7 separate regions of the Mus musculus genome follow, and all the other regions are linked to region 1. The links are chromatin contacts, called in public HiChIP or PLAC-seq and promoter capture Hi-C maps. All regions are on one chromosome and are shown on one strand. Each heading gives the region's core, a stretch centred on a gene start, on an enhancer-like site or on the middle of the called end of the contact. The rest is flanking DNA. Distances are from core to core; before and after follow the strand shown.

The links. Promoter capture Hi-C pulls out the DNA fragments that hold promoters and counts their contacts. HiChIP or PLAC-seq counts read pairs in DNA pulled down with a chosen protein or histone mark.
Region 2: a promoter capture Hi-C map of pre-B cells shows a contact between it and region 1. The contact joins the promoter of Ndufs5 here to the promoter of Utp11 in region 1. A contact is called at or near these places in 5 of 39 promoter capture datasets (the HPC-7 cell line, hematopoietic stem and progenitor cells, hippocampal neurons and 2 more) and 1 of 484 Hi-C or Micro-C datasets (B cells).
Region 3: a CTCF HiChIP or PLAC-seq map of the NIH/3T3 cell line shows a contact between it and region 1, with 5 read pairs. The contact joins the enhancer-like site here to the promoter of Utp11 in region 1. A contact is called at or near these places in 3 of 39 promoter capture datasets (embryonic stem cells, hippocampal neurons and liver), 1 of 15 datasets of contacts at CTCF or cohesin (the NIH/3T3 cell line), 1 of 484 Hi-C or Micro-C datasets (stem cell-derived neural stem cells) and 2 of 115 datasets of contacts at active chromatin or transcription factors (astrocytes and stem cell-derived neural progenitor cells).
Region 4: an H3K4me3 HiChIP or PLAC-seq map of bone marrow-derived macrophages shows a contact between it and region 1, with 5 times the contacts expected there. The contact joins the enhancer-like site here to the promoter of Utp11 in region 1. A contact is called at or near these places in 24 of 39 promoter capture datasets (the 3T3-L1 cell line, the C10 cell line, the HPC-7 cell line and 14 more), 3 of 15 datasets of contacts at CTCF or cohesin (the NIH/3T3 cell line, large pre-B cells and pro-B cells), 11 of 484 Hi-C or Micro-C datasets (bone marrow-derived macrophages, cortical neurons, differentiating embryonic stem cells and 4 more), 26 of 115 datasets of contacts at active chromatin or transcription factors (the 230-238 cell line, SST interneurons, acute myeloid leukemia and 21 more) and 3 of 9 other capture datasets (adipose tissue, macrophages and pancreatic islet).
Region 5: an H3K4me3 HiChIP or PLAC-seq map of embryonic basal ganglia shows a contact between it and region 1, with 5 times the contacts expected there. The contact joins the enhancer-like site here to the promoter of Utp11 in region 1. A contact is called at or near these places in 7 of 39 promoter capture datasets (cranial neural crest, embryonic stem cells, frontonasal cranial neural crest and 3 more), 1 of 484 Hi-C or Micro-C datasets (nephron progenitors), 15 of 115 datasets of contacts at active chromatin or transcription factors (astrocytes, bone marrow-derived macrophages, craniofacial prominence and 10 more) and 1 of 9 other capture datasets (embryonic stem cells).
Region 6: an H3K4me3 HiChIP or PLAC-seq map of embryonic basal ganglia shows a contact between it and region 1, with 6 times the contacts expected there. The contact joins the enhancer-like site here to the promoter of Utp11 in region 1. A contact is called at or near these places in 9 of 39 promoter capture datasets (cranial neural crest, embryonic stem cells, frontonasal cranial neural crest and 4 more), 1 of 484 Hi-C or Micro-C datasets (embryonic somatosensory cortex) and 10 of 115 datasets of contacts at active chromatin or transcription factors (T-cell acute lymphoblastic leukemia, acute myeloid leukemia, embryonic basal ganglia and 6 more).
Region 7: a contact with region 1 is called in a promoter capture Hi-C map of trophoblast stem cells, with 3 times the contacts expected there. The contact joins the enhancer-like site here to the promoter of Utp11 in region 1. A contact is called at or near these places in 9 of 39 promoter capture datasets (3T3-L1-derived adipocytes, cranial neural crest, embryonic stem cells and 5 more) and 15 of 115 datasets of contacts at active chromatin or transcription factors (bone marrow-derived macrophages, craniofacial prominence, embryonic basal ganglia and 11 more).

The regions. Positions count from the first base shown.
Region 1 is chr4:124,691,728-124,695,331 of GRCm38.p6, reverse strand. Utp11 (UTP11 small subunit processome component) reads left to right here and starts at 1,778. Exons shown (of 8, transcript NM_026031.3): 1 at 1,778-1,892. The coding sequence starts at 1,830.
Region 2 is chr4:123,716,385-123,719,988 of GRCm38.p6, reverse strand. It overlaps Ndufs5 (NADH:ubiquinone oxidoreductase core subunit S5), which reads left to right and starts at 1,803. Exons shown (of 3, transcript NM_001030274.1): 1 at 1,803-1,876.
Region 3 is chr4:123,801,999-123,805,602 of GRCm38.p6, reverse strand. All of the region lies in intron 1 of Rhbdl2 (rhomboid like 2), which reads right to left. Among named protein-coding and RNA genes, the nearest start is that of Rhbdl2, 16 kb to the right of the region's middle. Within about 2 kb of position 1,787, at least 66 of the 459 cell types and tissues checked have an H3K27ac peak or open chromatin away from gene starts, as enhancers often do. A contact at or near this core is called in the NIH/3T3 cell line, where this site is marked.
Region 4 is chr4:123,959,867-123,963,470 of GRCm38.p6, reverse strand. No RefSeq gene overlaps it. Among named protein-coding and RNA genes, the nearest start is that of Rragc, 44 kb to the right of the region's middle. Within about 2 kb of position 1,705, at least 9 of the 459 cell types and tissues checked have an H3K27ac peak or open chromatin away from gene starts, as enhancers often do. A contact at or near this core is called in bone marrow-derived macrophages, where this site is marked.
Region 5 is chr4:123,989,076-123,992,679 of GRCm38.p6, reverse strand. No RefSeq gene overlaps it. Among named protein-coding and RNA genes, the nearest start is that of Gm40241, 63 kb to the left of the region's middle. Within about 2 kb of position 1,784, at least 49 of the 459 cell types and tissues checked have an H3K27ac peak or open chromatin away from gene starts, as enhancers often do. A contact at or near this core is called in craniofacial prominence, embryonic basal ganglia and liver, where this site is marked.
Region 6 is chr4:124,033,940-124,037,543 of GRCm38.p6, reverse strand. No RefSeq gene overlaps it. Among named protein-coding and RNA genes, the nearest start is that of Gm40241, 18 kb to the left of the region's middle. Within about 2 kb of position 1,618, at least 39 of the 459 cell types and tissues checked have an H3K27ac peak or open chromatin away from gene starts, as enhancers often do. A contact at or near this core is called in embryonic basal ganglia and embryonic forebrain, where this site is marked.
Region 7 is chr4:124,121,621-124,125,224 of GRCm38.p6, reverse strand. No RefSeq gene overlaps it. Among named protein-coding and RNA genes, the nearest start is that of Gm40241, 69 kb to the right of the region's middle. Within about 2 kb of position 1,859, at least 4 of the 459 cell types and tissues checked have an H3K27ac peak or open chromatin away from gene starts, as enhancers often do. A contact at or near this core is called in trophoblast stem cells, where this site is marked.

The DNA of each region.
Region 1 (3,604 bases), core at 529-3,028:
GACCTAACTGGGCAAAAAAAGATCAAGTGTAGAGGCAGGAAAGAGACTTTTTGTACTGTGACCTTTTTCATATCCACTTGTCCCCTGGACTCTCTGAAGAGGGCTTCCATGTGTTCTTCAGTAGGAGAGACTTTACCAGGGTCAGGTAAAATGGATGCAATTAAAGAGTCTGGAAGCCTGTGTCGTGGTACATGTCTTTAATCCCAGCACTTGGCAAGTGGATGTCTGTGAATTCGAGGCCAGCCTGGTCTACATTGTGACTTCTAGGACAGCTAGGACTACATTGTGACATCCTGTCTCAATAAAACAAAAACAACAAGGAGCTGGCTGAAGATTAGTCTCCCATAGTGGAAAAGATTCCAAATGCCAACAGATGAAAACATACGGGGGTGGGGTGGGGGTGGGGGTGGAGGGTGGCAGGCATGGGGGGGGGGAGAGCACAAACAAACCCAAACATTGCTGTGATGCTTGGCTGGGTCCAACTCTCTCTTGTGCTACTTAAAGGTAGCTTTAGTGGTGACAAAAATAACAGGATGGCTGGGCACACTGTCACACACTTGTAATCCCAGCTCTTTGCAGACGCAAGAGATCACTGTGAATCTGAGGCCAGCTTGATCTATGAGTGTCAGTGCAGCCAGGCCTACATAGCTAGACACTGCCTCAAAACATCAAACCTAATCAGACTAAGTCAACCCCAATAAAACAAACTAACAAAACAAAACAAAACAAAAACAGAAACAAATCAATTTTATTGTGAACCTGCTAACAAGTAAACCCAACATTAAGCACTGAAAACATATGTCTTTTAAACCTCAAAATCCTGAGGGTATAGTATTATTTTATTATTTTACAACTAGATGTGGATACCAAGCCTCAGCAAAACTAACTTTCCTTGGTTAAGAGCAGAGCTGGCACCAGAACACTCCCTCCACAGTTCGCGGCTCTCTATCCATCACATTAACTACCTTATGTTAAGTCGGCCAGCTAGACGCACAACTTTGATGGCTGTGAAGGACTCGGAACTTTATTGCTATTAGATGATTCTTTTCTACTCTGCTTATAGATACAGTTCTGCCACTCAGAGCCCTTGATACTCCTATGAGCAAGACCAGTCTGCTATTATTATGTTCGTTTTATGGGTGAGAAAAATGATGCTCTTTAAAGTCAAGCAATCAGCTCAGAGCCACGCAGCCAGAAGTCAGCTGAGGAGCCAAATATGGTTTTAAAGTACTCTTTCTAGTATACTGTAAGATTCACATTATTTCTAGTTTTTGGTTTGTTTGTTTTTGTTTTGTTTTTAGACTGCGATTTATTTTACTATGTAGCCCTGGCTGGCCTGGCAATCACTATGTAAGACCAGGTTAGCCTTGAACTTACAGAAAATTGCCAGCTTCTACCTCCAGAGAGCTGGGGTTAAAGGTGTGAGCCACGTTCTAGTTCTACTTAGAATCTTAACCCACACCAAGTCTCAGGTGACAGCACATGCGCACACGCAAGCCGAGCGTAGCCAGAGAGCAGTGCCAGCCATGTGTTCCCAGATGCCAACGTGCGGCCTGGAGCGAAGTCTAGGTCTCTGGACCAGTGGACGTTCTCTGCGAACCGAGAGCTGTGAAAGAATCCCAAGACTCTAGCTTTGGAAACTACATCTCCCAGAACCCTCCGATTCAGGCCGCTTGAGAGGGGCTGTATTTCCGGTAAAGCAGGCTTCTGATAGGCTGCATTGCAAGCCGCGTCTTGGGCCTGCTTCCGGTGTCTTGGCGGACGCGGCGGGGTGGGTAGTGCTGTCGTGGTGGTGGAGTTTGCTGAGCATTTCCTAGACCTCAGTAGGCATGTCGGCGGCTTTTCGCAAGGCAGCCAAGACCCGGCAGCGGGAACACCGAGAACGAAGCCAGGTAGGCCCTCGCAAGCCTCAGGGGCGCCTGCAGTGGCCCCCGCCCCCTCGCTGTCCCTGCATCCGGATACGGGACAGCGCATCTGCCTTCAGTCAATACCCAACACATGGGGCCTGACCCCAGCGTGCCTTGTCGGGGAGACCCAGGGACAGGGTAGGAGGATTGTCATTCTCTACGGTAGAGGGTCAGTGGGTAATTGAGTGAGGCAGGGTGTGCTAGAGGCCTTTCCCTGGGAACTTGAGACCAAAGTCAAAGGAATGTAACCGAGTGACCAGCGACAGTAGGCGCCTCACAACCGACGCATGCCCGGGTGTTCCTAAACTGGGCCCAACTTTTGGCATGGGATTTGCGGTTCGTGTAGATCTGTCATATGCTTCCCCCTAAAATCGTGGCACTTTCCTTATCCCTTCTGGAGAATGTCTTGACCATTTACAAACTTTGCTGGACCTCATAGCCCAGGTCTATAATGGCATCTACCCAAGAGGCCAAGGCAGAAGGATCCCAAAATCGGGGCCTGTCTGGGTCACTTAGACCTGACTCAAAAATCTAAAAAAATTCTAGACATAGGCCTCAATGGTGAACTGCTTGCCTAGCAAGTAAGGGCAGTAGGCGTAGTCCTTGGTAAGAAGAAAAAAAGGAGGGAAGTGGGGAGTTCCCCCACTTAATTTAGTTAGAATAAATAGGTGTGGATTTACTCAGGAGAATGTGTTAGGGTTTGGATATGCAATACAAATAAAGATGTATGCAGAATCACTTTATCCACTTTGCCATTCTCAGAAATTACATCATAACTGGTTCAAACAAGCTTTTAACAAGCCTTGGAGAGAGGGCTTAGCCGTTAAGAGTACTCGGCTGCTCTCTCAGAGTTCAAATCCTAGCACTCACATTGTGGGTTCACAAATAGCTTTAACTCCACTCTAGGAATTCCACCACCCCCTCTGGCCTCCATAGGCCCTGCACTCACATTCATTCATATTCTTTATCTCTCTCTCTCTCACACACACACTAACTTTTTTTTTTTTTTTTTTGGTTTTTCGAGACAGGGTTTCTCTGTATAGCCCTGGCTGTCCTGGAACTCACTTTGTAGACCAGGCTGGCCTCGAACTCAGAAATCCGCCTGTCTCTGCCTCCCAAGTGCTGGGATTAAAGGTGTGCGCCGCCACCACTGCCCGGCCACACTAACATTTTTTAAATTAAAAGATTACTGAGTGTGAGTGTGTGAGCGGGTGTTTGTGGGAGCACATCCTGGGCCAGGGTTGTGATTTGTCCGACATCCTGACGTGGGTGCTGGGATCTGGAAGAGGAGAATCTGTGTTTAACTGTTAAGCCGTCTTTTTACTCCTCAAACAAATATTTTTTATTATTATTTTTCTTTTCTTTTTAAAGGCAAGAGGATCAATAGTTCAGGGAACGCATCAGATTTTAGGATGTTCTGGGCTCCATGAGACAGGATCTCAACAAAACAAAACAGGCTGGGAAAGTGGTGCAGCTAGCAGATGTGCTTGCCGCACAGCCTGGCAGCCTGAGTCAGACCCTCAGGACTCATTCACTAAGGGGAAGGAAAGAGTGGACTATTTTTTTTTCTTCTTTATTTTTTGAGATTATAGCTTCATTACAACGTTTCATCTTTCCCTTTGCGACCTCTATAAACACTCCCATGGACCACTGCTTGGTCTTTCAATTTCATGGCTTCCTTTTTTTTGAGAGTGGAC
Region 2 (3,604 bases), core at 554-3,053, 980 kb after region 1:
CCATATGGTGGCTCACAACCATCCGTAATGAGATCTGACGGGCTCTTATGGTGTGTCTGAAGACAGCTACAGTTTACTAAGATATAATAAATCTTAGAGAGAGAGAGAGAGACAGAGAGAGAGAGAGAGAGAGAGAGAGAGAGAGAGAGAGAGAGAGAGAGAGAGAATGGACAGAGATCTGAGAACTGCCACCTTTGCCATGGACTGGGCTCACTGGTCATGAATGTGCTAGCATATGGTGCCCTGGCTTCTAGCCCTAGAACTGCAAGGGGCTAGTTACCTGATGGCATTTGAGCACATGAGACCCTTAAGCAGGCCTTCACAGTGGCATAAGGAGAGGGGTGGGTTGGAAAGGGTGGCCATCAGTTCCGTGCCATTAGAACTTTGTGAGTATGGTTCACTACTTCCATAATGAGCCAATATTTGACTGGACACAGGCTGAGTGCTCAGAAAACTTTAATTGAACTGAAACCAGTTTCATATGGGACATCCAGCCGATGGAAGGGGGTGAGTGGAGCAAGTTGGAGTGATTGAATGAAATTAATAAATTGTGGACTCTCTTACTAGGGTTTCTATTGCTGTAAAAAGACTTGTGACCATGGCAACCATTTAATTGGGGCTGGCTTACAGTTTCAGAGGTTAGTCCACTATCATCATGGCAGGAAGCATGGCAGCATGCAGGAAGGCATGGTGTTGGAGAAGGAACTGAGATTTCTACATCTTGATCAACAGGCAGCAAAAGGAGACTAATCCACACTAGGCTTGACTTGAGCATAGGAGACCTCAAATCCCTCCCCAAAAGTGACACACTTTCTCCAACAAAGCCACACATACTCTCACAAGGCCACCCTTCCTAATAGTGCCACTGCCTATGAGGCAAGCATTCACACACGTGAATCTATGGGGGCCATTCCTATTGAACCCACCACATGGACTTCGGGAATTTTCTCCAGAAACTGTTCATTCGCAGGCACAGCATCTGTCTTATAGGCCAGGCCAGCCTTGAACTCAAGAGGATACATCCTCCTGTCTCAGCTTTCTGATTGCTTTGGTGCAAATGTCAGCTAATACATCAAAGAACGTTTTCATCATGTCACAGTATAAAGAAGTCCCTATAGTAACTCTATAGCTGTTTGTTTGTAACAAGATCTCACTATGTAGCCTTAGTTGGCCTAGAACTCATAGACATCCACCTGTTTCCGTTTCTTAATTTCTGTGATTTAAAGGCCTGAGCCACCACGTTAGGCACTATTATCTTTCTTTTAAGATTTACTTTATGTGCGAGAGTTTTGTCTTCATGTATGTGCACCATGTGTGTGCTCCTGGTATTGCTGAGGTTAGAAGAACTATGTTGGGTCCCCTGAATCTAGAGTTAAACCGAGGACCTCTCCCAGATCAACAAATGCTCTTAACCTCTGAGCTGTCTCTCCAGCCCGGCTATTATGTTTATTACCAAAAAGGGAAACTGCCACCGTGAAACTGGGAAACAGTCACACAAGTTTTGGGGTCACGGCACACGAGCTTTAATCACCACATTTCCTTGGGGTGAGGGAAGCACTACTCTTTCTCGAGTGTGACCTTGCTCAAGTAGCACAACAATCAACGGTCACGACAGTGCTGAAAGGGAGAACTCACTACCGGGCGCAGTAGTATGGGGAAAGTCGGTTTATCAGCTGTCAGCGTCTGGAGGCTGGGCTGCTTGCTGCGCAGGCGCAGACCCGCTGTGCTTGGTTTCTACAGTTCCTCGGCCGGTGGTTGATTTACGGCGTCGCTCTGGAGATGTCGTGCTGCGGGCGTCCTTTACGGCAGGCGTCTGCGTCCTCCCGCAGCCGGCGGTCGGGAATTGCACCAGGGACCTGACAAGGGCACTGCAGAGGTGCGGTAGGCGCTGCTGTGTCCGCACAGCCAAGAAGTTTCGTTCAGGATTAGCTCCTTGACACATTTCCTCTCTCTGTGGGTGGCCCAGGTCTGGGCGTGTCCTCCTGCCTTCCCTTCACCCCGTAACTAGGTCGTCACCCCCACCCCCGGCCCTCCGGAGCAAATCCACCGTCTGCCGGACTCCTGCCTTGGCCTCCTTCCTACCCTGACATCCCGCTCCTTTTTGTTTTTGTTTTGAGACAGGGTTTCTCTGTGTAGGCTGGAATTCACTCTGTAGACCAAGCTGGCCTTGAACTCACAGAGAAGCATCTGCCTCTGTCTTCCAAGTGTTGAGATTAAAGGCGTGCACCACATCCTGATTTTGGTCCCCAGAGCCCTCTACTTTCTTCCTGTTGTGCACTTGGCTCAGCAGCCGCTCCAGAGCCTCTGTCCGTCCTCATTGTCATAACTTCTGTTGTCTATGTTTGTGTGTGTGTGTGTGTGTGTGTGTGTGTGTGTGTGTGTGTGTGTGAGAGAGAGAGAGAGAGAGAGAGAGAGAGAGAGAGAGAGAGAGAGCGAGAGAGAGAGCGATGTAGATCCTCCTCTGGGACTTTTTCTATTCTCCCAATGGCTTCCTCCCCCGAATTCTTACTCAGGTTCCCAGTGTGGGTCTCCAGTGCTTATGATGAGCCGTTTCCCCCATTTGCCTCTGACATACACAGTAAATGACTAAAAGAATGGGAGGGAGCTTTATAAATTAAATTCACCTAAATGTCCGCGTACAGGATGGTTTTGATGTGGGTGCTGCGCTTGCTTTCCATTCTTAAGCACATTTGTCGTTTGGGATTATTTTGTTCTATGTCAACTTTACTATGTATTTTCCATATGTTCTTTTTGCTTAATGTATGTCATATTCTACTGAGCACCAGAATCTATCCACTGCTTTATAGTTGTACGTGTAAGTTGTTTGAGATTTCCTGATTTTTTTTATTTTTTTACAAAATTTTAATTTGACTTGTTCATTTATTTTTAGCAGTTAACTAGCATCTGCTCGATTTTGCTCTCAAAACAAAAGCAGTAGGAAAAACATAGAAGTAAATAGACTGTTACAGTAATGGACGAAGTACTTTTGGGGGGGGGGGTTCGAGACAGGGTTTCTCTGTGTAGCCCTGGCTGTCCTGGAACTCACTTTGTAGACCAGGCTGGCCTCGAACTCAGAGATCTGCCTGCCTCTGTCTCCCAAGTGCTGGGATTAAAGTCATGTGCCACAACTGCCCGGTGGACAAAGTACTTTTTAAAGTTTTAATTATGTGTGGATGTATGACTGTGGGCATGTGAGTGTAGCTACTCCGTGAAGCCAGACACATCATACGGCCCTGAAGCTGGAGCTGCAGCTACTTGTAAACCACCCAAAGTGGTTGCTGAGACTCCAGCTCGAGTCCTCTGCTAAAGCAGCATGCACTTTTAACCTCTAAGCCATCTCTCCAGCCTAGGACAGACTACTTCTATAAAAGGAGAGACACAAGAGAGTGTCCAAAGACACGTGTCATTTAGGTTGGGATGGAAAGAATGTATAGAACAATGTAAATAAATAGTGTGCTTATATTATTTCTCATTTTTCTTTTTTGGGGGAGAGTTGTTGTTTTGTTTTGTTTTTTGTTTTGCTTTTAGTTTGTTTATTTGAGTCAAAACAATTTTTTTCACCCTTGAAAAAAATAACCTTATACATAGAAAGAAAAAAAATTAA
Region 3 (3,604 bases), core at 538-3,037, 890 kb after region 1:
GCAGCGAAGACATCTGATACAGGATCCTAGCTACAGACCAGCCATCAGAAGCCATTTGTGTTCACCTCTCTTCATGGCTATCCTGCTTGGACCTCCCTACCTGTCTGCCTCTCCCTGATTCATCTGATCTCCATCACCTGAACCTGTGACACTCACCGGTGTCCTTTCCGAATCTCTGCCATCTTACTGCTCCTTTTGATCTCTCCCACGCCTGTATTTCAGTTCGGTCAAGGACCTTGGAAATCTTAGCAACCACATCGGCAACTGTGGAAAAAGACTGAGAACGCCATACCCAGGAGACTGTACGGAGATGAGACAGCATGTGAGGCGCAAGCCGAGGCAGCCTTTGCAAGGCAATCAGGTGGCCTCTTGAGACATAGAATCAGCTATTGAGATAAAGGTTTGGTGGATAAAGGAGTTTGCCACACAAGCCTGGCTACCTGAGTTCAACCCCTAGAGCACACAGAGGAGAAAGGAGAGAACTGACTTATAGAGTTGTCCTCTGACCTCCCCATGCACATCATGGCACACACACAATGAGATTTAAAATATTAAAGTGTAAGCCAGGCCAAGTGTGTGTGGTGGCAGACACTTTGAATCCCAGCACTTGAGAGTCAGGGAGGTGGATCTCTGTGACTGTAAGGCTAACCTGATCTACAGAGTGTTTATCTGGGTTGGTTTTGGTTTTTAAGCCTTTAAAGAAGATACTTCTAGAATTCTACCCAGCAAAGATTATCTGAGTTATTCCACTCTGTTCCAAGGATGTAAATGCAGAAGTATTTACAATACTTAAAAGGCATAAGCAACCCAAATGTCCTCCCATGGGGATGCTGCTTTCTTTTTTTCTTCTTTAGGAATTAGTATGAGTGTCTGCCTGCGTATATCTATGTGTACCATAAACGTGACTGGTGCCCAAAGAGGCCAGACAAAGGCATTGGGTCCTCTGGGATTGGGTTACAGATGGTTGTGAGCCATTGTGTGGGTGCTGGAAAGAAAAGCTGGGTCCTCTGCAAGAGCAGCAGCCAGTGCTCTAACCACTGAGCAATTTCTCCAGTCCTGGATATTGCATTTTATGACAGCTCTAACTTTGGGCGGGGGGGGGGGGGGGGTGGTGGTGGTGATGGTTTTGTTTTTTGACAGAAGCTTGCTCTGTAGCCCTGGCTGTCCTCGAACTCACTATGTAGACCAGACTGGCCTTGAACTCATTTGATCTACCTTCTCTGCCTCCCAAGGGCTAGGATTAAAGGCTTGTGACACCATGTCAGGCTTTTAGGTTTTGTTTGTTTTACAGCATACATCCTATCAATTTTTCCCTATGTAGGGCCTCAGAAAGCAAGTCCAATCTAAAGTGGTTCAATTTGCCCTTGCTTGAGTGCAGGTTGTATATAGATTCCATGGGGTCTGGACAACTTGTAGAAGCACAATTATTAATCAATTAACTTTGGTTTTATGAGACAAAGTATCCTATAGCCCAGGGTCTCCTGTTGCTATTAATTTGATATATATCCAAGGCTAGTCTTAAACTCCTGACCCTCTTCTTGCCTCTGCCTCCCAGATGCAAGGATCGCAGGCACAGGCCCCCCACAGCTAGCTGGAAGGCCCTTTTAGATGAGCAACATATTTCCAGAGGCCAATCAAAACCCAGCAAGGCCCTCAAGGCAAAGCAGGTGGCAATGACCTCAGCATTCTGTCGTTTCTCTGAGATACAAAAGCACCCACAGCTATCCAGTTGCCTGTCCACTCCATGACCGAGTCACTCACGTGGATATTTACTGCTCTGACTGTAGCATTAGTCACTAAGCAAAAATCATGAGGGTTCCTGGCATTTCCTTTCATGCCGGCATGATACACCTCCTAATGTGCTGCCAGGTTCTGCTGCCTAAACTTTGTTGAAATGCCCACCCACTACACACACACACACACACACACACACACACACACACACACACGGCACTGCTGAAAAATGTTCTCACCCTGCCTGCCCATGGGAACAGCTGGGTGGGCAGTTAGGATGCCTCCAGCCTTTTGGTTTACAACGGAGCTGTTCTCCAGGAAACCTTCTGCCTCGGCCTTCTAAATATGGGATTATAGGCACACGCCAACGTTCCCAGCTAGCAACATTCTCTAATAAAAATATAAACACTGCTGGTAACAAATGCCTCTAATCCCAGTTCTCTGGAGGCTGACAAGGAGGATTGAAAGCTAGGACCAACCTGATCTACATAGCAAGGCTGTCTCAAAAATAAAGAGCCAGCAAGATGGTTCTTCAGGTGAACGCACTTTCAGGGCCTAATCAGGGGGGGGGCGGGGGTGATTCCTGGAACCCCTCCCTTAAAAGGGGGGTTGGGGAAAGAAGAAGGAAGTCTGAGTCAGATGTGGTGGCCCAGGCACTTAGGAGGCTGAGGCTGAAGGGATACAACTTCAGTGTCTGGGATATGTTCTGTTAAGACTGTCTCAAAAGTAAAACAATGTTTTAAAAAAGAATTAAAATATGGGAAGCACTTTCTTCCTTTGGGACCTCACCCGGAAAAGGTAGGACTCTGCTTGTTTACCCAAAGCAGCTGCCTTAAAGATAAATAACTAAATAAGGCCAGAGAGAGGCTCGGTGTTTAAGAGCACTGGCTGCTCTTTCAAAGGACTCAGGTTTGATTCTGAGCAGCGATTCTGAGCAGCCATAGAGAGGCTCACAGCATCTGGAGCTCCAGTCTGGCACTTTCTTGTATCCTCTGAGGCCAGCACCAAACACACGATATGTATGTGCAGGCAGAACACCCAGATCCATAGAACAAAATAATAAAAGAAATAAGAACAATAAACGAAAAAAAAAAAAAACCGGTAGGCTTCCTCAGCTTAATTACCCCTGCTGCCAAGCCTAAAGAACGCAGTTTAATCCTTGGAACCCAGAGGGTGGAAGAAGAACCAACTCTGTAAATTGTCTTCTGACCTCCACACATGCACTTGCCTATGTGTCAGGCAGGAGTTCAAGGTCACCTTGTCCCAAACAAACAAATACAAAAAGGAAATAAAACTTTACTAGAAGATAAACCGAGGCATATCTAACTAACCAAGTGTTTCTTTTAGCCCTTGGGACCTCAGGTGCGGCTATCAGCATGGTTGAGTGTTACTAGTCCTGCTGAGTGTTAATGCTCTTGAGGGTTAGAAAGGTGAGCAGTATTGCTGCTGAACATTGTTACACCTGAGTATTAGTTCTTCTCAGACAACTTATTTCAGAAACAACTTTACCTCTGCTTTCACTCATATAGGGACTGAAATGGAATCACTTAAAACGTTCTGGCCATAATTTAACCTGTAACTTTCGGAGATATTGTGTAACACACGGTGAGCTGAGGCAGCTGAAAGGTGGCTAGGGAAGAAAATCCCTTGCTGACATCCAGGGTCTCGTGAAACTTCTCCTTCCCGTTTCCTTCCCGTTTCCTTCCCGTTTCCTTTCTTTCCTTCCAGGGCTTTACATAGGCCAGTACTCTCTCGCTGAGCTATGTCTCCAGACAACTTTTTCGCTTGCTGATTTTTAATTTTGTTGTTTTGGTTTTTGAGGTGGCTTCTCTGCTCTGCTGTCCTGGAACTCCCTATGTAGACCAGGCTG
Region 4 (3,604 bases), core at 456-2,955, 730 kb after region 1:
CAAGTCACAAGCACTAAATACATACATACATATATACATGCTAATTAATTAATTTAATTAATCAATTCATTAAAAGATGGGCATGGTACTGCATATCTGCAATGCCAATACCAGGAAGACAGAGTCAGGAAGATTCTGAGTTTGAGGCCGACCTGGGCTACATAGTGAGAGTCTGCCTCCAAAAAAAACCAATGTTTTTAAATTCAATTAAAAGAGTCATTTTGGGCTGAAACTCTCAAGGGTCTTTGCAGGAACAGAAGCAGCTGAAAAGATCTGCTTAAAGTTTAAAATGTTTGGATATAAATATTTTTAGCGTCTGCAAGCCACCCATATGTACACGCGCTCCGCAGCTCCCCTTTCGCCTCCTCGCTGCTCTGGAGGGTGACGTGAGTCTCATCCACACAGGAAGGATCTAAACGACCTGATGATTACAGGATAATATTCATACGATGAGGTTAAAAGCACTGGCTGCAAAGTTCTTTCATAAGCCACAAGAGGGGAAAATAATTTATGAGAACACGAACAATTAGCACTTTGTAAAAAAGAAATAATGCGCTTCACTTGATCCCTATATTTAACATCAATTAAAGATTATCCTCATGAATGAAACCCGACCTGGAAATTAACAAGGGATTTAAATTGCATTATGCAAGCAAGAGAGAGGAGCCTGAACATTGGTTCAGGGTTTCCAAGATCCACAAATTCATCTGAGCAGGGTAGCCTGGCCATTCCTTCCCGTTTCTCTGAGATTCAGGAAGCTGCCGATGCGCCACATGGGCGCCTCAATCTTTGCTTCAGCAAAACCAAAGAAAGGGGGAAGCGTGATAAAAAAAAAAAGAAAGAAAAAGAAAAAAAAATCCCCGCATAGCTGCAAACACAAGGTTGGCACCCTTCATTTTTAAAAATAACTTCTGGGTCATTTTTTTTTAAACTGATAAAACTGACCCGGAGAGTCCCTGAAAAGGGATGTCTGTAATGCTCCAGGACTAGACCATCTCCTCAAGTGAGCCCAGAGGGCAAGAACCAGCTGAGAAATTATGTTCCGAGTCAACTGGTTCCAAGGCACTGAATTTTTCTCTCCAACAAAACGAGAAGCTCAAAAGAGATAAAATGAGCTGGATGCGGTGGTTCACAGCTGCAATCCCAGCACGTAGGCGACTGAAGCCGGAGGAGTATTTCAAATTCAAAGCTATCCTGTGCCTCATAGTTTGAGGCTAGCCTAGGCTACATAGCCAGACACCTCCATCTCTAGGAGGTGGGGACAAGGGAGTAAAACAACTATCAGAAAACAAGCGTGGGCTCTAGATACTTTTTAAATTTAAATTTTTATTTTTTATTTGTACATACGTGTGTGTGCCCACAGAGGACAGAAGAGGGCGTCAGAGGGCCTGGATCCGAAATTTCAGGAGGTTGTGAGCTGCCAGATGTGAGCTTTGGGATCCCAGCTTGATTGCTCTAAACCACGGACTCCTTTCTCCAGCTACTTTGTGTCCTCAGCAACCTGCTCACTGGATCAGGATAGTTGTCCCTAGGTCTGGATCTTGACCTAGGTTCGGAGGTTTCTGAGGCTCACTTGTGTTTATGGAGGCAGAGAAAGCCGCAGAGAGGGCATGCTCAGAGCCCCAGGCGCTCCAGAGCCTGTATCCAGAATGGAGAGGGAGCTCTGACTTTGCTGTCTTCTGACACAAGCACCCTGCGGCTTCTGGGGGTGGCTGGAAAAGGACACGTCAGGAACACGACTCTGATGCTGATTGCTAAGAATTGTCGCACAGGGAGAAGCAGAGTGATTCTTGCCATCTTTTAGACCCCCTGGAAGAAAAGGGTCTTGTTCGCAGCATGGAAGGTGTGCCCTGAGAAACTGACTGTGGCTTGTGTCGTCCCCCCCCCCCGCCCCCCGTACTGCGGACCTTACTACATGCAAGTGATAAGGTTATTGTTCCCAGTGCTGGATCTGGGGACAACTTAGCCCCTTTCAGAGGGGTGGGAGGCCTATCTCTTGCCCTCCCGCTTGCTGTGTGGATTGGTTTCGTCATTGTTATCTTGGGAAAAGAGAAAGCAGATGTTAACCATTACCCCTTGAGAATTCACCTTGCTAGGCTGTAAAATTCTGCATTATTAACATTCCAAAATTCTTCCATTCTCTGTGCACATCTTAGATGGGGGTGTGCTCGTGTGTGTGAATATTTGAGAATTCAAAACTGTGGAGAGGATAGAGGTGGCAGAAGTTTATTAAATTGGCCCAGGGCGGTTTTGAAATTTGAAAGTTTCTCACACTCCATGGCTCTGGGCCAACTCCCAGCTGGCTCAGCTGAGCAGCCCACACAGGGCTCAGTCACCAAGGTGCGGTCCCTCTGTCCTCACAGAGATGAAAGGCTAGCATTTGAGGGTGCTAAGGGAGGAGGCCTTAAGATTTGTCCAGCTCCAGCTAGGTCACACTGAGAACAGTCGAGATAGCCTATGGGAGACACTCAGGTGACTTAGTGGTGAATGTGTGAAATCTTGAAGCATTGGTGATAGTTACACATAAGTCCTCCCAGGGTGAGGTGATAGCTCCCTCCAGAAGCCAGTGGTGGAACCTATCAGATCTGCCTGACCCACAGAGGAGTCGGAGGCTTACATTGTTGTTGTTGTTGTTGTTGTTGTTGTTGTTGCTGCTGCTGCAGTGGTGGTGGTTGTTGCTGTTATATTGTCATTCCCATTTTTCTCTGTTTGATGGGAGAAAGGAGGAAGCAAAACCAAATATTTATGAAACTCTTGCAAACACAGACACGTGCTTTTGCCCCAGGATGACAGCAGGTTCTGGTGGCCATAGAGCCAAGCGCTGATATCCAAAGCTTTGAAATCAGAGGACTTGGGCTAACTTCTGCCTCTGTGCCTTTTCAGCTGTATTACCTTAACAGTGCTAAGGAGCCAACCTGACCCTCAGTCTCCACCTCTGTGAAATGGGAACATCAGCAACACCTGTGCTATAGGGGCACTCTGAAGACAAATGAAGGGACATAAAACACAGTCTCTGGCATGTGTGAGGCGCCCAAGAAATGCAAGTAGAATGTTTTATTATCTTTTAATTATTTGTTTATTTGTTTCGCTTTATGTGTATGCATGTATGTATGTGTACCACATGTGCCTGTTGGGTGCCCTGGAGCTAGGATTATGGATGATTGTGAGCTACAAGACTGGGTGCTGGGAACTGAACCCTGATCCTCTGTTAGAACAACGCGGAGCCACGCTGCAAAACAAAATCCCTTTCCCAAAGGAGGCACTTCCTGCCCCAACTCCACGCCATAGTCCTCAGGCCCTGCCCCTAAGCTTTGATTTCAGAATTCCCAGCTATAAAAAAAATTCACTAAGGCCTGGAAAGATGGCTCAGTGGTTAAGAGCACTGACTGCTCTTCCAGAGGTCCTGAGTTCAAAAATCAGCAACCACATGGTGGCTCATAACCATCTGTAATGGGATCGTATGCCCTCTTCTGGTGTGTCTGAAGACAGCGACAGTGTACTCATATGCATAAAATAAATAAATCTTTTTTTTTAACTCACTAAGAATATTTCAGGGAGAAAAGAAAGACAAAATAGAATCCAATTCCTGCAATTAACTAATAAA
Region 5 (3,604 bases), core at 535-3,034, 700 kb after region 1:
CTCCCTCCTGTGTTCCTGTGATTGGCTTGCCCTGCTCAGGTTACAGCGGCCGAAGGCTGGGGCCGGTTCTAAGAAGGAAAATGGCCGTGGTAACCTCAGCCAGTGGGTCCAAACCCAACAAGCTCCGTCCCCTTACCCTCTTCAAAGTCTGTCTAGAAGAGGCGTGCGCGATGCCAGGCAGACAACTCAGACATGTACTTAATGTGCTCTTGTGTGACCCGACAATTGGGTCATTCCAGGGCATCATGGTTCAGCCATCGGAGAGGGTGGGCTGGGTCATTCCAGAAGCAAACATTTGTATTCCCCATGACTTCATTTTCTGGTATCCCAATCACTTAAAAACTGAAAAAAGAAAAAAAAAAAAAAAAAAAAAAAAAAGAACAGGATGTCTCTTCTTTGCCCGAATACCTAATTATCAAGAATACTGAAACTGTTTATATCATTTTAGGGGAATAAGATAAGAAAAGATCTTAAGAGGAAACATGACCCATACTTTAAGAGATGGACATCATATGCGGGAAAGCATTGCGAATGAGATCAATATCAACAGGGTTCACTGTATTTTAAACAGCGGGATTCAAGTGGGCTTTTACTCATAACGCAATGAACAGCCCCTTGCATTATGCTGTGACATCAGGGAGAAAGAGAGACAGAGGAACAAGCGGTGGCCAGATGCTTATGTGGGGTCCAAAATGCAGCCAAACTAAAATGGACTTTTCCAGAAAACCAAACAAATTAGACGCAGGAACCATCCGTCTACTGAAAACCCCTGTGCTCCTGCTTTCCAATTTATAATGGGGCTGGAAGGTGTCTCTCTCCCCAGTTCCACATGAGCTACTTGACTCTAACCTTGAACTTAGAATGGAAAATCCGGAAGGAGCAGGGACAGGGTCTTTGGTCTGGATGGGGCTGTAACCCTCACTTGAAATTATCTACCTAGCTAACACCAGATTTTGACCATAAATCCACAAGGTAGTAAACAGATTGCCCTGGGAACATTGGATTTAGTATCCTCCCAGAATTCCCACTATCTGAAAATGTAAATATCACTTAAGGAGTGATTGTTACAAGTTATGTCACTGAAAGCCAGTCTCAGAGACACACTTATTTCTCCCGGGGTTGGTGATGGTGGCGGTTGGGGGAGGGGGTGCTTTCGGAGTTTAGTTTGTAGTCTGAGCTCAAGCTTGCCCCACGGTGCTCAGCACCATTTTGCAGGGCTTCTGGTTAAACATTCCATTTTGATTAGAATGGAAAGACTCGGCACATCTGAACACCCCCAACCCCCGAAGCTCCTGCCACCTCTCCTGGATCCATGCAGAGAACAAGAGGAAGTCTGGAGTCCTAGGAAGTAGCCTGCCATGTACGTGGATATTTCTAATTTACGGGTAGAAAACTCTCCAGTTAAAAAACAGGCTAGCTAGTAATCTATTTAAAACCGCGGCTGACATGATAAATGAAACAGAATAAATGTATACAGCGAGTGAGCCTCGGCGGGAACACGGGGAGTGTGGGGGGGACCGGAGCGCTTCTGCTGACAGCGACTTTCCATCAGTGGCCTGTCTCTCTTGGAGGCAGCTGTCAATCACAGGCCAGCCCGCGCTCCCGGGGGAGTTCATTGTGCCCGCAGACAGTTGTGGAATAACTGCTCCTAGGCGTCGGAGCAGCAGATGGAGTGTATCTGTCAATCATTGTCACTAATTATTAACTTCTGTCACTCAGAGCAAGGCAACATCTCGGCGCCTGATCCGCTGTGATTTGATCTGCCACGCCACCTCGGAGACAGACGGAGCAACCCTTCATTCCGGTCACACTCGCAGCACTTTGCTGGGTCAGCCGCTGTGACTCAGTGCTGCGCCCCAGACCGGGCTGGCGCACGTGGCTGTGCACACGCGCCCTGCCTTCCAGGAGGCGCAGCCACCGCGAGAGGCCTCCCGGGGCCCAGGCCAGGGGCGCCGGTGCCTACTCATTAATTATTAAAGGAGGGCGGTTTTATCTTGTCCGCTGGCAGAATCGAGGCCAGAGTAGAAGAAAAAGACCAATTTGGAGGGTTTTCTTCTCTTTGCTCCACCCGGGGACCAGTGATTATCACTCAAGTTCACATTGATTATATTCCTATGATCTCTTCTCAACCTTGTGATTTGGGAGCTAGAGATGTCAGCCTGAATAATTAATTAAGGCATCTCTGTAGCTGGCTTTGCAAACAGGAGCTGTAACCTGAGTGGGTATTTGCTATGGGTTAGAGTGGGGGAGGGGGACACTCAGAGAGCGTTTTCAGGACAAAATTTGGAGAGGGGGCTCAGGGGTCTTTAAAGCCCAGCTTCTCCCCTCTTTCCTCTCCCACCCCACAAGAGGACACGGCTCTGATCCCTTAAAGAAGATCTCTCACCTGTGAAAATAAGAGCATCGCCTTCCAGGCTGAGCAGACCAGGGCCTCATGGATGCTGCACCAATTGCCCTCTGCAAGTGGGGATGGGAAGATGGGTGAATTAGCCCGGTTAGTCACCTACTCAGCTTCTGAGCTCCTGGGCACCCTAGTATATACCACTTTCCCTCTCTGGCCCAGTATCTCTGCTTATGCCCAAAACTAGAATTACAGAAACTCCCTCAAGTACTAGGGGTAGAGTCCTTACACAGAACGATCAAAGCTTCAACTCTCCCCAACATCATATACACTAGGTGTGGTGGTGCACACCTGCAATCCCAGCAGTAGGAGGCAGAGTCAAGAGGGTGTGCTGTTCAAGGTCAACCCTCAATACATAGTGAGTTCAAGGCCAACCTGAGATATGAGACCTTGTCTCAAAAAAAAAAAAAAAAAAAAAAAATCCAGAACTTCCTTCAATGGAGGCTCCTTGCCTGGATCGTGCAGTTCCCATTTCCATTTCCTTTGCAGACCTTCTCTTCATGGAAGGAACTAGAAGGATGTCCAGGCAGAGCTTGATTCACTACTAAGCCAAACTCCAAAGCCAGAAATCAGAGTCTGACTGCTTTAGAAAGCACAGCCTGCTGCTTGTGACACCTGACAGGGATGCTCAAGGCCACCCAAGACCGGGTCCCCACCAGACTGACTGCTCCAGTTGGAACACATAACCGCAAATGTGGTAGTAGAAGCATCCGGTGTGGTCACAGGTGTGTGCAAGGCCGGGCAGGCTTAGTTCAGTCATGGGATTGCAGCATGGCAGGCTGAGGCTGGCTTGTTTCTGTAAGGTGATCCCGGAGAGCTGCTGTGTCTCCCCATCATCTCTCTTTCTCTACTTCAGCTCTCGTAATTTCTCCAGTGTGTCAGCTTCATGGCAGTCACATACCCCAGGTGACAGCCAGAGCTTCCAGGCAAGGCGAGAGGAGACAAGAGAGAGAATGTGCAAGATGCCTGATGCTTCATGTTCTGACCTCCAGAGTCAGGCAGCCTTGTTTCCTGCAGTGTTTCTTGGTCAGAGCAGTGACAGTCGTCCATCCAGGCTCAGGGCAGAGGGTTAGCCTCCCATCGTAAGAGCAGGAGTCATATACCTGTTGGTGCAGCTGTCTTTGGAAGCCATGACACCTTCCTAGGATGCTCTCCTAGAATCTGGAAGCCAGGCTGATACCTTCTCTAGGGAGGCTGTAGGAT
Region 6 (3,604 bases), core at 369-2,868, 660 kb after region 1:
AAGTCTTCATTTTACAGGAAGGAAACTAGGAGCCAACAAGGGACAGAATTGGGTTAAACTATTCAGATTCCATGTGTCTGAGGGTCCAGACAGACCCAAACCACAGGTGCCAGGAAAGTAGCCTAATTGAACCATCTCTGGGCCTGCAAAGAATTAAGGGAGCGACTCCAGGCAGACCCTGGCAGACATGGGCAATACAGCGCCGATGACATCACCAGATGGATCCCACTGGGTGACTAAGCTGTAACAAGTGAAGCCCTGCCAGCCTCAGTTTCCACATTTGGAAAACAGGGAGAGCAGCCGCTGTCATTACATCATTGTGAGGATTAAATGACAGCCAGGAAGAAGTGGATAAGATACAAGATGCGGGGCGATCCTTCTTCAAATAGAACTGATTCACCCCCTTCATGAAACCTAGTCGGTGGCCTCTGGGGCCCATGGCATTTTCATGTTCGATGTTCTCATCGTCTCTCCCTCTGCCATCCAAAGCTTGTCCCCCTATCCCCACCTTTCCTACCCAACCTCCTTATCCCTGATCTAGAAATTCCTATTAAAACCCATGAGATCTCACAGTGACTCAGACTCTTGAAGGTGACCCAAAATGTCCAATCAGAGAAGGGAGAGGGTGAGTTCATCGAAGTTGCTCAGAGGTCTGCTTCCACTATCAGGTGTGGGAGGAACACCTGTCAGAGAGTGGCCCGCCCCCCAGCCCTCCTGATTGAAAGGGAAGCAGACAGGATGGGCCACCCAGCATCACATTCTCCAGCTCTTACTCATAGGCCCCAGGAAAACACAAGTTTCAGGGGTCTGCACTGGGACCAGACTTTCTTGTTGCTGTCTACACAAAGAAGGCCTGTACGCACGCACGCGCGCGCGTGCGCATACACACACACACACACACACACACACACACACACACACACATGCTGTTGGGGGTTGGGGGACATCCCAGTGCAGAGGTGGGTCACCTGGCCAGCAGCTTACATCGTTCCCTTTCCCCCCTCAAACCATTCCAGGGGGTCCGTCAAGACACCTCTTTTGTACTTTGCCCGAGAAGAAAGTAAATATTTTTCAATGAAATTCAGCAATCAATTAAACGCCGTCTCTCTTTAATACAAACGTTGAACCAACAGCGGCTGCACATTCCAACAAGAATATTTAAAGCAATTAAACTTTAGCTACTTTTAAAACAAATTCTTTTAAATGCTAATGGCCATTGTTTTCGCACTTCATAAGTAAAATTTTGTGTCGAGCAAGGTTAGATGATTGCAATGATTTAATTGTACTTCTCAGAGAAGAGAAAATGTTAAGAAAAAAAGCTAAGATGGACCTCTTACCACATCCCTACCACAAAATGTCCTGTAACAATAGCAGCGTGATTTGCTGAAATTAAAATGCTATTATGGTGAAATTAGGGCTTCAATATTTTTAGCAGCCTTAATAGGCCTTGCATTTTAAGGGACATCTGATAATAGATAATTACATTTCATCTTAAAGAAACTGAGTTGTTTTCTTAAGGAAAATACTTTTCTTTCTTCCAGAGAGGTTAGAGCCGAGCCATCATTAGAAGCAGCTCTGAGCTCGAGGTTCCTGCTTCGGCTTGGGAAATAGAGATTAGCATATAAATAGCCTTCGGAGCCTGCTTGATTCCAGCTATTTTGCGTTTCAATGTGGCATCAGAATGCACTTAGCAAGAAATGTTCGAGAGGAGAAAGAGGTTTGTAATACGTCGCTTTTATAGAGGGGGGAACTTTAAGTATAAAAGATCACCCACTCTTCTGTGGGCCTTTTTTTTTCTGTATCCTTTCAATACCCCAATTACAGACTCCAAGGAGCCAACGGGCCCCCTAGAACGGATCCTTAGTTTACACTGCAGCTTTTCTCTGGACTGAGAAAATATGTCCAAATGGCCCACAGGAAATAAGACAAATATTCGGGTTTCCTTCTGGATGCGGTAAGGGTCCTGGGGGGCCGCAATGTGCCCTTTATCCTCACTCTCCTTCTACCCATCAGCAGTGGGGACGTGGACGGCTCCTCCAGGTCCCATTTGCTGGAGCAATGAGGGAGATTCCTGGCTGGCTGCCTGAAGGCTAGTTTCTCTCCTGGGAAATCTCAGGGACTGGGCATGGAGCCTGAGGGTCTCTCTGCTCTCCTCCATATTCCCGACTACTGCCAACACACACACACACACACACACACACACACACACACACACACACACACATGGTAGCTAGATGATTTGTACAGGGCACTGGACAGCTGTAGGAAGCGTGCTCAGCTGTTTGCACGGGGCTGGGGAGACAGTGGGTGAATGACATGATTTTTCCTAAATGCTTCAGTGGGAGAGGGATGTAAGCCAGGCACTGACAGCAGAATGACTTTCAAATGGAAATAGGAACCCTCACCAGGACAGAGAAGATAATTTCTCCTACCCTTAATCCATAACCAGGTTACTCACCAAGAGTCTCTTGTCAGTGTGGAGCCCTGGGTTCAAGTTCAGGCTCCTCTGTGAGCTTGATATGTGTATAGAAGTAGAAGCAATGGCAAGCCCTTCCCTACCCCGTCATGAAGAAGATGGATACTTTTCTATAATAAAGGTGACACTCAGGAGGCAAGTAGATCTCTCTGACCTCAAGTCCTGGTCTATATAGTGAGTTCCAGGCCAGTCAGGGCTACATAGTGAGATATTGTCTCCAACCTCCATCCACCAAACCAACCAACCAAACAAACAAACAAGAAAGCAAGCAAACAAACAAACAAAAAACAGAAAGAAGGAAGGAGGGAGGGAGGGAGGGAGGGAAGGAAGGTGTTCTGTTTTGCTTTCTACTGCCGTGATAAACACCAGGACCAAATGCAGCAGGGGGAGGATAGGGTTAATTTCATCTAACAACTCTCCATGGGGGGAGAAGGGGGGCAGGAACCTGAAACAGAAGCCGGGACTGGGGGCTGGGTGTGTTTGTGGGGGTGCTTCTTGGTTCCATTTCCACAGCTTGCCCAATCTGCTTTCTTATATAACTCAGGACCACCCATCCAAAAAGCACTACCCACTGTGGGGTGCCCCCCCCACATCCATCATTTATCAAGAAAATCCAACCCCCAACACCCGTGGACTTGCCCACAGGCCTATATGAGGGAGACCTTTTCTCAAATGAGGTTCCCTTTTCTGAGATGACTCTAGCTTGTATCAAATTGACAAAAACAAAAACAAAAACAGAAACAAAAACAACAACAACAAAAACCAACCCCACCTAACCAGCACACCAAGTTACTGCAGAAAAGTTTAAAAATAGGAACTGAAGACCAAAATAAAGCACATGTGTGCCGACGATTCTCCAAGCTGAATAACTGATTAGGAGGGTCTGAATACTGCAGATCAAAAGCCAAGTTACCTTGGGCTATTTTCAGTGCCTTTGAGAACCATTCACTCTTTGCTTCTGTGTCCGTAACTGTCAAAACCTGTAAGACACGTCTGAGCCATGGCCACTAGCTTTCACCAATCTGAAAAGCTAAGGATGCAATCAGCATCCAAAACCTACAGCAGGGCCTCCCCTGCTCTGCTGCCAGCCTCCTCCCTGCAGTCCCCACCGATGTGCTTGATTTATGA
Region 7 (3,604 bases), core at 610-3,109, 570 kb after region 1:
TGTGGCCCAGATTAAAGGTGTATACCACCACACCTGGACCTAAACTGTTCTTGGAACTTGCACTGTCCTAGGCTGACCTTGAACTCAAAGCTCTACTTGCCTCTCTCTCCTGGGATTAAAGGCATGTATCACCTTGCCTGGGCCTAAGTTTTTTATAGCCAGTGTGCTTCAAGATCCAGATCAGAAGTCTGTTTCTTACAGCCTCAAGATCTGGACCACAGGTGTGCCCTCCATTTCTGGATTGTAGTTCATTCCAGATAGAGTCAAGCTGACAGTTGAGTATAGCCATCACAACCCCTGACACTTGAATTCCTCTCCGGCTTTATGTCTTGAAGTGTGATCTCACTGTCTCTCACACCCACCCACCATGACGATGCTCACCCTGATGTGACAGTCAAGGGGACCCTCGACAGATGCTGGGCCAATAGACATGCCTGGACTTTCAACCTCCAAAATGATGAGCTGAATAAAGCTCTTCTCTTTGTAAATTCTTCAGAGTTGGGTATTTAGTTATAGCAATTGGAAAACAGATACATGCAATAATAGTAAGAATAGTGACATAAAATTATCATTGTAATAGTAGTAATAGTCATATATAACAGCAGTGATGGCAGAAAATACAACTGCTATCATTACGAAGCACTGGGCAGGTGCTATCGCTATGCATATTTTAAATCCTTTAATCCTAATTTCTTGAGGAGGTGTTATTAGGAATAAGGAGGAAACTGAGGAGCATAGGAATTAAGAAACATGTGTGGTTCGTTAACCACAGAGCTAACCACTTCTGGTCCTTCCATCGTCCACCTACTTTGCAAAGGGACCTTGGAAAATCCCCATAAAGAAGCAGAGACACTGGCCAGGCTGTAGTGGCGCACGCCTGTAATCCCAGCACTTGGGAGGCAGAGGCAGGTGGATTTCAGAGTTCGAAGCCAGCCTGGTCTACAAAGTGAGTTACAGGACAGTCAGGACTGCACAGAGAAACCCTGTCTCGAAAAACAAACAAACAAACAGACAAACAAACAAAACAAACGAAGAAGAAGAAGAGGCAGAGGAAGAGGAAAAGAAAAAAAGAAAAAGAAAAAGAAAAAGAAAAAGAAAAAGAAAAAGAGACACTTTTATGCCACTTGAATTCAGTCTTGACTCACTGTGGCCAACAGGATCCCGCAAAAGTGACATGCACTTGTTCTGGGCACATGTGCTTCTACCAACCCTCAGGAGGCTGATCCAACTATTTAAGAGACTTGAGACTGCTTCTCCACAATGGGAATCATGAACAGGATGGCTGGAGTGTGGGAGACACTTTAGCCCAGTGGTTCTCCATCTTCCTAATGCTGCAGCCCTCTAATAAATTAAATTAATACTAATAAAATTAATAATAATAATATAAAATTAACAGTAATAATAACAATTATGTTGCACATTATATTATATTAGATAATTTTTTGAGACAGGGTTTCTCTATGTAGCCCTGGCTGTCCTGGAACTCACTCTGTGGATCAGGTTGGCCTCATATAAATATGCCTGCCTCTGCCTCCAAAGTACTAAGATTAAAGGCATGCACCAATATTGCCTGGCCATAAAATTATTTTAGTTGCTATTTCATAACTGTAATTTTGCTACTGTTATGAATCATAATGTAAATATCAGATATACAGGATATCTGATATGTGACCCCTGTGAAAGGGTCATTGGAACCTTAAACAGGTTGTTGTGACCCACAGGTTGAGAACCATTGCTATAGGGCATCTGTTCCCTGTGGAAACTAGCCCAGGCTTGCCTGCTGGACAGTAAGAGGCAGCATTGAACAAAGAAAGCATTTTGTCCCAGTTCAGGTAGGCCGGCCACTTGCAGCTGACTCATTAGGTAGCCACAGGCACACAGACATGTAAATGGATCCAACTAAGATCAGATGCTCAGTGTCTGTCAACAGAACCTTTCAGCCACCTGCAGGGTAATGAAAAACTTGAAGCTGTCACTAAGTGAACTGCTAGATTTGGAAGTAGCACAATCATTAGTTTTCTGTGTCAACTTGACTGGGCAAAGAGATGCCCAGAGATCTGGTAAAATGCTGTTTCTGGTCATCTCTGAGGCTGTTCTCAGATAGTATCTGCATCAGTGGATGGAGTAAAGATGACTGTCTCCCCTAGTGCGAGAAGGCATTGTTCCATTCAATATGGTGAGGGATTATGTTGAAAGGCACATTCAATCTTTTGTGTTTTGTTTGTTTGCTTTGTTTTTATTTGAGGGTTTAAAGAGCAAACCCCAGGGCTTCATGTGTGCTAGGTAAGGGCTCTACACTCTCATCTCTGCTTGCGCTTCCTGAGCCTGGTGCCTTCTGCCTTCAGACACCATGGTGTTTGTTTTGGCCTCTTCAGACTCAAAGTTATATCCTAGTGATCCCCTGTCTCGCAAACCTTCAGACTGGGACTGAAATGTTCCCTCAATTTTCCTGCTTGCTGGTGGCAATATGGTGGCACTTCGTCACACAAGCTAAGTCTACAATAAATCTCCTTATATTTCGATGTATAGTCTATTGGTTGACATGTCTTATAACACAGCAGTCGCTAACTAGTACAAATTAAAATGATGATTAGAGGCTGAGCCTAACAGGATCCAAGCTTGGACTCTTTCTTGTATCGTAACCTCTAAACACCAGCCAACAGGGTTGAGAGAATTGTCACCCCAAGGGTCAAGAATATCTTGTGCATTGAGAATTAGGGTACTATCTGTTTGAGTGTCAAAGAGAAAGGCATTGATGGCTCATGAGCTGCTAGGTCTGCATGACCTCGACAAGGCACTCCTCTCTCTAGGAGTCTGTGCTCTTGGCCATATGGCTAGGATGATCTGCTCGGCACTAAGGTTTACAGTAGCTGCTTCATTAAGCGATGTGCTATATGCCATGAACGTACACATCTTGCTACTGTGCTGGCTTTGAAGATGGAGGGAGAGGCCATAAAACCAAGGAAGATAAGCAACCTCTAGAAGAGGGAAGATAGCGACAGATTCTCCCTCACAAACTCCACAGTGAACTCAACCCTGCCAACACCTTTATTCTAGACAATTTAGACCCATTTTAGACGTCTGACCTGCAGATGGAAGGGAATAAATATGTATATTGTGTTAATTTAGGGTGGTTCGTTATATCCCACAAGATCTAAATGTACTTCCTGGCTCAGCAGATGGCACTTACAGCGTTTCCGGCACACCAAGATGACCCACTGCTGCTGGTTTTAAGCCTCAGGTGGCTCCTAAAGGTCCCTTGGGATGTTCAGTCGTTGGTCCTATGACTTCTTACAGACTAGGAAGGGGATGTCATGGGATAGCTCTGGCTAATCACTAGGTCCCATTCCCTCTCACCCTCTAGTGGCTGTGCTGAGCTGCAGAGTAGCCAAGGAAGGCCAAGAGCCAAGGGCTCTGGGTAGGACAAGACTGAGGAGGTGGCTCAAAGGATAAAGCACTTACTACATAGGCCTGAAGACCAGAATTATGGTCCCCGGTACCCTCATAAAACCAGATGTGGTTATGAACATCTGTACTTCTAGCAAATCTATGGCAAGATGGTAGACGAAGACAGGCAAATTCTAGCAGCTTGTGGGCCAGCTAG